2 separate regions of the Hordeum vulgare genome follow, and region 1 is linked to region 2. A link is a contact called in public Hi-C data. All regions are on one chromosome and are shown on one strand. The core of a region is the stretch at or near the end of the contact, and the rest is flanking DNA. Distances in the headings are between cores, read along the strand shown.

Region 1 (4,946 bases), core at 1,940-4,439, 230 kb after region 2:
CTGATCCCCTCGGGGATAATCCCCTACAAACCTCCTCAAACCCTGCGCACCAAACAAGGCCTGAAGGAGGTTGGGGCCGCGTGATGGAGGCTGGGAATGGGAGAGGGCGGCGCGGATGTACGTACCGGCGGCAGCGACGAGTCGACGAGTCTGCAGGCGGCGCGCGCGAGGAGGCGATGGGTCGGCGGCGGTGCAGGGAGAAGATTGTGTGGCTCCAGTTCCACGAAGGCCTCCTCGTGCTTTCTGAACCGCGTGGATTGAAGCAAATCGAAGGGGGGTCGGGTGGATTGGGCCAGTGAAACCTCCTGTACCAAATGGTTCAAAGAGGATTGTAACGGGTTTTGGGCCACGCGTGGAAAATCCACTCAAACCCCGTCCAAACCTCTGGTGCCAAATGAGGCCTAAGGGTCATTTCACTTTTGCCCCATGGTCAGGCTCGCCGTGCGCCTGCCCGCTGGTCAGCAGAGGCTGCGGCCACCACGGCTCCACCTACGTCTACGTGGCCGGCCACAGATATTTAGGCGCGAGATCTTTTCCAGCCCGATCGGCGCTGCCGAATCTTTATCACGTCTCTCCTTTTTCTATCCAAGCAAGCCAGGCCGCCACATGCATGCGTCCGGTCCGCGGCCGGGATCGCACGGCCCGTCGCCGTCTCCGCCGCGTGTGTGTGAACTCCTTCCTCCTTTTGACATAAACTCCGGGGCTGTGCCGTGCCGGGTCGTGCGGATATGGATCGAACATTCTTCGCGGAGGAAGGAGAATTTATAACCAAGTGGCCGAACGGAACGAGAGGCCAGCGATGGCGCCAGCCAGCCCCGCGGGCGAGAAGATTAGGATACTACTGTTTAGAGGGGAGCCAGCGCAGGTTTTTCTCCGGCGAGGAGCAACTTGCAGCGAGATCGATCGAGCCAACAACTATCAATGGAAAATATCTCTGTCGGTCGCGCAGTTCTCGGCTTGAGCAGAGCTGTTGGCAACTTGGCAAGCAACTTGTCTGGGTTGAGAAAATATCTCGGATGGTCTGGTAATTAAATATCTTCGTGGGTTTCAGGTACACTGTACACTGTTCCAGCCATCCGATTAGATGTTTATATATAAAAAATCCGGCCTGCTGAACTTGGTGGCTTCTGGAACAAACCCAGGGCCGGCCAGCCAATGGTTTTCGCGCTGGGGTGGCCGTTGTTTGTTGCACCGTCGGTGTCGGTCTTGAATCTCTTTGGGCCTGCTTGGCAACTTGGCAAGCTAGCCAGCGCCCAGCTACCGTCACCGACTCGGTTGATCTAGTGCAATCTTCGTGAAGTTTCGTGATGTTGTTCATGTACAGTTATAGGCCGTGCATGTCTGGTGTGTTCATATATCTTCTTCAGCAGAGCCCTTTCGATGCCATGTCGTGGATATAAACTTTTGCTGGTTTCTCGAACTGTGATTACGAGTAGTAAGGAGAATTTTGGTGTGAGTATGACGGTACATTTTTGTTCCGCTAAAAGGAAGATCTTTTGTCTTAGAAAAAACGGAAGATATTGCCTTCGGTTCAAGTTCAGCTGTTGGCATGGAAGCAGTTGCAGCTGGTTCAGAAAATATCCTGGAGTTACTGTTCCCTGGATTAGATAACCGGCCGGTAGAGTATATGTTTTCACTTTTCACGATAGGTGGTCGTTGGTTGCTGCACTGTCGGTGTCGGTGTCAGCGTCGCTCCTGTGTGTGTGTGGTTTGTCACCGACTCCGACTCGGCTGATGTGGTGCAATCGTCCTGATGCCGTGCACGCGCACGGTTAAATGGCGTACCTGTATTCATGTACACCATCAGTTTACGTTTGAAGCCTCGGTTGCTACAATCCACCTCTCATCTTTCCAAGCATTCTCTCATGCAAGCAGGAACAGCACGGTTGATCCAGGGTAACGCTAGCTCTAGGTCTGGAATATAAATTTCTGAAGGTGTCTCTGGGAGCTGCATTATTTTGGAACTTGTGAATGAAGCAAGTATATTTCTTTTTCAAGTGTAATAACATGAGTAGTGCATTTTTTTCTTCCGCGGAAGAAAGATATTTTTTAGAGCATAACCGTCGGCTGAGGTTCAGCTGTTGGCATGCATTAAAGTTCTAGATTCAGAAAATATCTTCGTGTTGCTTTTTTAAAAGAAGGAAAACCCCCGGTCATCTTCGTGTTACTGTTCCCTAGATTATATAATGAGCATATATATATTTTAAAAGAAAATTATTTTTTGATATTCCGCAAAACTTGAAAGTATGAACCTTTTTCAAAGTGTCTGAAATATATTTTAGTTTATGAACAATTTTAGAAAATGGGAGCACTTTTTGAAATATCAAATAAATTTGAAAACATATTTTTTGTAAATTCTTATCAATATTTGAAATGAAAAACACATTTGTAACTTATGAACCAAGTTTTGGAAAAGGAAACATTTTTTAAAATTTCGAACTTAAAACTTTTTTAAGTAAAAAGTTTGAAAAATAAAAAACAAGAAATGAAACGGAAGCAGAAAAAAGGCAAAAGAGAAAAAGAAACAGAAACTTCTGACAAGGTACAAAGGTAATGCAGATTCTGTGTAATGATTTTTCGTTTTTGCAAGCATGATTATGTGTAATGATTTTTCGTTTTTGCAAGCATGATTATGTGTAATGATTTTTCGTTTTTGCAAGCATGATTCTGTGTAATGATTTTTCGTTTTTGCAAGCATGATTATGTGTAATGATTTTTCGTTTTTGCAAGCATGATTATGTGTAATGATTTTTCGTTTTTGCAAGCATGATTATGTGTACAAGATTTGATGTTTGCAAAGTTTATAACAAGAAGTAATGTCCTGTAAGAGTATACTACTTTTAATTGCTCGATGGCTTGGTGTAAATCCGTCACATCCTTTTCTGTCATCAGCGACTGTTGTGTCACCGCACAGCTACTCAACAGGGCAACCGTGGTTCATCGAAACTGGGATTTTCTCGTTGCACATGGATTGGAAACAGCGGGAAGGCATTATCCGATTTATATCCGACCCGCTTACGAGATATGGGCCATCATTGGGTTTGAGAGACATCTCGTACGGGCCATGGCTAAACCCACTAAGCTAAACAAAAATGCTCCAACATCGTCGTCACTGGACTAATTTCTCGATTCGAAAATAAGCCCACGTTGATATATGGCTACTGACTTCCGCAGCGGCCCGGTTCTTCGCTCCATCTCGCGGCCCCCACGCTGCCCGTTGAGATCGGCGACATCGTAGCGGCGCCGATGCCCCCGTCGCCGCCGGCGATCTCGCCGGCGCGGCTGCACAAGCTGGTGACCGCGCAGAAGGACCCGCTCCTGGCGCTCGAGCTCGTCAACGTCACCTCCCCGACCACCACGCCGCACCCGGCCACCCTCCACGCGCTCCTCCTCCGCCTCTCCCGCCGCCGCGACCACCTCCCCCACGCGCTCGCCCTGCTCCGCCGCCTCCCGTCCCCGCCCTCCCCGCGCCTCCTCCTCCCGCTGCTCCTCTCCGTCCTCCGCCTCCGCCGCCCGCCCCACCTCTTCCTCTCAACCTTCAACACCCTCTTTGTCGCCGGCCCCAGCCCCCTCTCGCTCCACCCTCAGCTCCTCCTCCGCCTCCTCTCCGAGCTCTCCTCCACCGCCGCCTACTTCCCTTCCGCGCTCCACCTCCTTCGGCTTGTGTCCTCCCGCCTCCCCCTCCCGGCGCCGCTCGTCCTCGCCTCCCACAACCTGCTCATCGAGGCCGCCGCCCGCTCCGGCCACCTCGCCGTCTCGCTCTCGCTCTTCCACCGCCTGCGCTCCCTCCACGTGTCGCCCGACGCCCACACCTACCGCATGCTCACCCAGTCGCTGTGCCGCCGCGGCCAGGTCCGCACTGCCGCTACCCTGCTCGACGAAATGCTGCACAGGGGCATCCCTGCCGACCCTCTGGCCTACACCACTGTGCTCAACGCCCTCTGCCGCAAGAAAAAGCTCCGCGAGGCCTACCGATTGCTGTGCCTCATGCGAGGCCGTGGGGTCTCTCCTGACATCGTGCACTACAACACCGTCATCGTTGGAATGTGCCGCGAGGGGCGACCACTCGATGCCTGCAAGGTGATTGGTGATATGACGGATAGTGGCTGCATACCGAATGCAGCGTCGTATGCAGCGGTTGTGAATGGGTTGTGCGTGAGTGGGTTGTTTCACAAGGCAGAGACATACTTGGAAAGTATGGTGGCTATAGGGATTATACCACATTTTTCTGTGTTCCATTCGGTGATCAAGGGGTGTTGCACAGTGGGCAAGGTAGAGGAGGCTGCTAGGATGATGAGTCGGATGCTTGATCTCGGGATGCCTCCACATGTTGAGACATGGAGTTCAGTGATCAGCAGCGTTTGTAATGACGAGGACTATGTTGAGGTGATTTTATTGCAAATGATGAAAGGAAGAGGGCGCTGCTCGAACACAATCTCCAGGAGTACCTCGTGATGATGTTGCGTGGTGTGGTGGCAGAGATTTAAGAAGCAATCAATTTGTAGTTCCTCATTTTTGGTGACGATTTGAACAATCAGCCTTGCAAGGTGTGCAAACTGCAAAGTAGGCGTGGAGCTCATAGTTGGGGAAACAGAGGCTGTCAACCAGTTGGAGTCAAGATCAAGATGCAGATGATCAAGATGCCAAGAGTCCATCCTAGTACCTGGTGTCGAGACCTGCTGGATACGCCGTTCTGCTCAAAGGAAGATACTGGGGCTATATTATGTGGAATGTGGTCCAGTTGGATAGTATGCAATGGTCGCCACCATGGCGAAGTGCCAATGAAGTTAACCTCTCCATGTAGGTGGGCTTGAGATGTTGCTGCAGATCTACTGCATTCAAATAGAAACAACGTGGATCAAGAGAAACAAAAGATGGACTCTAAATGGCACCCTCCTGCTCCACAGCCGCTAAACTGAATGTTGATGCTGCGTTCAAGGCAACTG
Region 2 (5,485 bases), core at 416-2,915:
TGTTCACTGCATTCTCTATTTTTACGGACCACATTTTGAGTTGAATGTTCAGCTTTTGTCGCTTCAGTCTTTCGCCCGTGCTGTTCTGCGACATTCTCTTCTTGTTGTATTTGCTGTACATCGATCTCACCATTTGCCTGTAAAGGAAGCGGATCAAAGTTATAATCTAATAAAACAGAAAAAAACAATTGTTATAAAAAGGATGCAAGCATGTGGTCTTACAAGTTGTTTTCTCCAAACGTGTTGCCATAAGTTCCGTAACTCATTCTTTCTTATCGGCTTGACAAGGAAATCGGCTGCGCCCTTCAGCATGCATTTGAAAACCATGCTAACTGCATCATTCGAAGACATCACTGCATAGCCAGAAAAAAAAGAATTAGCATTAGACTAAGCTGCAGGAGCAGAAACTGCAAACTGAAACGAGACTGACATAGTTCGGGCACATACTTATGACAGGGATATTCTTGCAGGCGTCATGTTCCATGATCGTGGAGAGTAGGAGGAACCCAGACATGGAAGGAAGTTCAACTTCAGTGAGGACAAGATCTATTTTGAACGATTTTTCCTTTAGTAATTCCCAGGCCTTGACACCATCAGAAGCCGCAGAAACTGCAAGAACAATATGAAACATAAGTCTGAGAAAATGTTACAGGCTCTGCTAAAATCGTCATGAAAGTTCTAGCAGAACAAATTCAAAGGCCCAACTTGTTGGAAAATAAAATACTCTGTCCGCAGAAAATTGTACAATTTCAACATATGTCTAACTGTGCTAAAATCATGTTAACCCATAACTAAGTGTGACCGTACAAGTAATTATGTTTAGTTAATATTGAGCACAATTTAACACCAGACGCCCCAAAAGGCGTGGATTGAAGCGTTCAAACCGTGTTCCTTTCCTAATCGACACATGCCAGCGATAATACGGTATTGGCGTCGGTGGCTGCAGAGCAAATTTCGGAGCGATATTTGAAGAGAAAAAAAAAATTAAGGGATCTAACTATCTGACGAACTAGGCACCAGAACTAGCATATCTGACGAACTTATCGTGTGGCTGCTGGGAAGTGGATCAGACCAGAGGAAGCATCCTGTGTTCCTGTTCCTACCTACCGCGCCACCATGCCGAAACACTGATACGAAGCTGAACTCTGTAAAACTGGCAGCTACCTCCCGATCCGCCCGCACAGCACCAACCGGAACTCGAATCGAACTACCAATCCGGGAAATCAACAAAAGCTGCGGCTGCCGATAGATGGATGGATGGATTGATGCGAGGGTAGTCGAGGTGCGCACCGTGGTAGCCGCACTTGCGGAGCAGCGCGGAGATGACGTGGCGCGTGGAGTCGTCGCCCTCGGCGAGCAGCACCCTGACGGGCATCATCGGCAGCGCCCGCCGCACCTCCTCCTCCCTCCCGTCCTGGTCCACCACCTCCCTCTCCTCCACTCCTCCTCCTTGTCCTTGGCCGCGGCGCGCCATCCCGGGCGGCTCTGGCTGGTTATCTACTCGCCGGAGCTCGGCCGCCTCGACTCGCAGATCAAGTAGCCACCACCGAGACGGCTTCTCCTCCTTCTTCTCGCGCTGGATCGCTGGATTGGAAGCTTCGAAATGGGGATCGAAATGCCAGTGGAGCTGCGGACTCGCGAGCGATGGAGACGATTAAAACTAAGCGGCCGCAGAGGAGCATAGCTATATAGCCCCGACGCTACGCGATGCCGACAGGTGGGCCGGGGGCCGCCGGGGCCCGCAGAGCCAGTGGGCGGGGACGAGGGCACGTGATGGGCGCGCGGGCCTCGGGAGGGGAGAAAATATCTGCCCGCGCTGGACCGGCGGGCGGGGCCGCCACGTCACGCCGTGCGCCAGCCCGCGCGGGATCGCGGCCGCGGTGACGTGGCATCGCCTGGGCCAGTGGTTCGGCCAGCGGGCGCCCTGCCCACGCCGCGCGGGCCGCATGGGTTCGGCGAGGAGGGGGAGGGGCGGATCAGGCGATATTTCGCCGGGCCCGCTGGGGCACGTGGTGGGCCGCGGGGGAGGGATCCTGATCCGCGGCTGGCGCGGGAGACACGTGTTGGGTCGGGAGGCGCGCGCGCCGCGGATGGGTGGCTTTCGATCCGGTTTTAAAATCGTGCGGCTGGGGGAGAGAGGCCGGGGGCGTGGACGGGGCCCGCGGGAGCGTGTGGTTCTGAGCTTCGTGGGGGTGTGGTGCGGCGGTGCGGGGGCTGGGTGGTTGCCGTTTCCGCACGGTGGGGCCCCGATAATATCTTCCGCAGCGCAGTGGCACTATTAGTACTACTTTTTTTTTTTTGACTCGCGTGGTAAGTGTACTTGCTGCTTCACCGACCTGTTTATTTGTAGAATCATCTACAACCGCTCGCCTTGTCTCCGGATTGGTTGATGTCTAGTCATAAAAATATAATTCAAACGAATGTCTTAAACGGTTTCTAAAAAAATGTCTTAAACGGGTTTTAAACGTTGAACGGCATTCCTCATATCCAACATAAATCTAAAACGGATATGGGACGTCCGGACGCGTGCTTGCGCGTCCGCCAGACAGGCCTATCCTACCACACATTCATCAAACCCTTCCTCCTCCTTCCGCCTTCATTTTTCCTTTCTTGAGACCGAGCCCTTGCCGTCTCACACCCTTGCTCCACATCCTCACTGCGAGTCCCAATCCGCTGCCCAAGATGTCATCAAGCCCACCCCGACCATCGTGACAGAGGTTCTGTCCGTCGCATCCGTCGGCGTACCGCCCTCGGCTTTGTCCTACAAGCGAGAGAACATCGCCCGGAGGAACCGGCGCCGCAGGCAGCGAGAGAGGTAAGCGGTTGTGACGTTGCAGTGAGCGGAAGGGGAATGAAGGAGCCATTGCAAGCCCCCCAGCCTTGCGCGGAACCCCACACCACATTTATTTGTGTGGCGACAAGGATTGCATCATCGGACTAGGTTGGGACAGATAAGGATCTGATGGACAGCTAGGGCATTCCAAACTACTTTCTGCCAACGGACATGCCAACGACGGACGTGTGTCACTCAACGCAACTCGTTCGAACGCGAATAAGCACGTGCACCGGCAGAGTTCGGGCTGCCCACGACCTGTTCGACATAATGACACCACAAGACTCGGTATGTTCAATTACTCGTGTATGCTCAACTTTGCATATGGTATGTTCAACCACCGCAACTCGCACGAGACACCGAGGACGCGAAGATCATGTTGACGGATGAAACCCTCTTGGATGAGCATGCAAAGAAGTGGATTGAGAAGAAGGAAAATGAGATCAATCACCGTAGGGAGTACAAGGTGGTGATGGCGGCTGTAGCAGCGGCGGAGCATGCGACAACGATGCAGGCGGATCATGCAAGCAGGATGCAGGAGTTGTAGGCGGAGCATGACACAAGGATTGCCTCGGAGCAGGAGACAAGGATGGCCTCACAATAGAAGACATGGATGGCATCCGACGAGTGATCCGGCCAGCTAGCAAGCCATCCGTCACATTCGGACATTGATTTTCATTTTACCATGTGTGGATTGTTGAACTATGATTTGTTTTAATTTCTTTCAGAGCGTCGAATTCGGACAATTTGTATCATATGATTGACGCGCAAGGATTGCATGGATTTGAGGTTCTGTATTTAAGGTGTGTGGATGTGTGACAACCCATATGAGGGGTTGTCTAGCGTTGTCTGCGGACGTGCCTAGATGTGCCCGCGCACGTATATGGGATTGAATTTGTCAAATCCGACTGTAGATGGTCTAACACACTTGTCATGTTCTTAGAGCATCTATAACCAAACTTGGCAAATCCGACCCCTCAAACGTGTGCGGACGCGTGCGGACACGTCCGTGGAAACTACCTGGTCAAACCTCAAATTGCCCATCACACAATCAAAAATAGCATACCACAAATCCATACAAACTCATTCAACTACGTATATGATGATTACACACATCGCCCGACTACTACATGTGGACATGCAATCAGATTACCAACTTTTGACATGTTTAACCTTCATGATAGCTATGGAAAAGATCATCCACGACTGCCCTTGTCATCCTTCTCATGGAAGTAGCAGTCAAAAACACAGTAGGGATCGAGTTGGATCAGCTCATCGCCGGAGCTATCCGATCCATCATTGTCTCCTTCACCTCCTCGGGGCGGGGTGATACATCTCCAACGTATTGATAATTTGAAGAATTCATGCCATGTTTGCCCATGTTTACAATAATTTTATATGGTTTTAATGAACTTTATATGATTTAGTCAGAACTAACCCGGACTGATGCTTTTTTAGCACAATTATCATGGTGTTGTTTCTGTGCAGAAAATGAAAGTTCGCGGAATCGCCCGACACTTTTTTTTATATTTTTTGGAGGAAATAAGCAATATTGGAGAGAAAAACCACCGGAGGGGAGCCACGAGAGGGCCACAAGCTAACATGGCGCGACCCCCCTAGGTCATGCCTTGATAGCTTGTGGGGCCACGTGGCTCTGTTCGGCGTGATTCCAACGCTGAAAAAATCCTATATATATACCAAAAACCTTAGAAATAAAGAGATAACTTCCGCTTTGCCGCCGCAACTCTCTGTATCAATGAAAAACCAATCTGGAGCCTTTCCAGTACCCTCCCGGAGAGGGGAAATCATCTCGTGTGGCCATCTTCATCATCCCGTCTTGGGGATGCCCCGGAAGGCAACCCCCTCTTACGTCTCCAACATTACCGGTATATCTTATTAGGAGCTATATTTTTATTCGTCACATGATATGTGTTTTGCTTGGAGCATCATTTCATTTTGTTGTTCTCTGTTAAATGTTATTATATTCTTATTTTTCAATAAAAAGTTTTACGAATTACGTTTAGAATGCTTAAATTGCATGTGTGATGTGTGCTATACAAAAATAGAAACTTTGCCTGTAGTATTTGACTTATCAGATTTTACTGGTACGCGGAAAGTTTCGGAAATTTTTACATAGTAATGTAATACAAATTTTTTATAATGTTCTAAATTTTTAGATTTTTTTAAGTTACATAAGTACACTGTTTAAATAGATTGCTACACACTATTCTGTTTGGACAGATTGCTGTCATAGATTTCTTATCTACTAATTCTAGAGTTTTCATGGCTTATATTGGTAGATATAAATTGTGAAAATAAGAGTATACATTACCTAATGTTTGAAAATTATTATGCAACTTGTCTTGGAAGTACATTAAGTGTTAATTTACTTTTATGTGTACTAACTTATCTCTCGAGTTCTTTTCAAGTTTTGTGTGGATGAAGTTTTTGAGACTTAGGTGAAACCGGGATATGAGAGGATTGAACGAGATATAAAAGCTCAAGCTTGGGGATGCCCAAAACACCCCAAGTAAATATTACAAGAAGTCTCAAGCATCTAAGCTTGGGGATGACACGCATCCCAAAACTCTTCGTTAACAAATACCAGTTAGCCTACGTTGAGCATAAAATTTTCTTTGTCCACATGTGATG

What was found. Hi-C and Micro-C count contacts between places; a contact is called where the count stands out from the background.
Region 1: a Hi-C map of seedling shows a contact between it and region 2, with 4 times the contacts expected there. The contact joins the promoter of LOC123400073 here to the promoter of LOC123400068 in region 2. A contact is called at or near these places in 4 of 6 Hi-C or Micro-C datasets (leaf and seedling) and 1 of 1 datasets of contacts at active chromatin or transcription factors (embryo).

The regions. Positions count from the first base shown.
Region 1 is chr5H:499,756,634-499,761,579 of MorexV3_pseudomolecules_assembly, forward strand. It overlaps LOC123400073 (pentatricopeptide repeat-containing protein At4g01400, mitochondrial), which reads left to right and starts at 3,190. Exons shown (of 1, transcript XM_045094469.1): 1 at 3,190-4,946. The coding sequence starts at 3,247. The coding sequence ends at 4,455.
Region 2 is chr5H:499,524,523-499,530,007 of MorexV3_pseudomolecules_assembly, forward strand. It overlaps LOC123400068 (two-component response regulator-like PRR95), which reads right to left and starts at 1,666. Exons shown (of 7, transcript XM_045094466.1): 1 at 1,291-1,666; 2 at 448-609; 3 at 223-353; 4 at 1-137. The coding sequence starts at 1,474.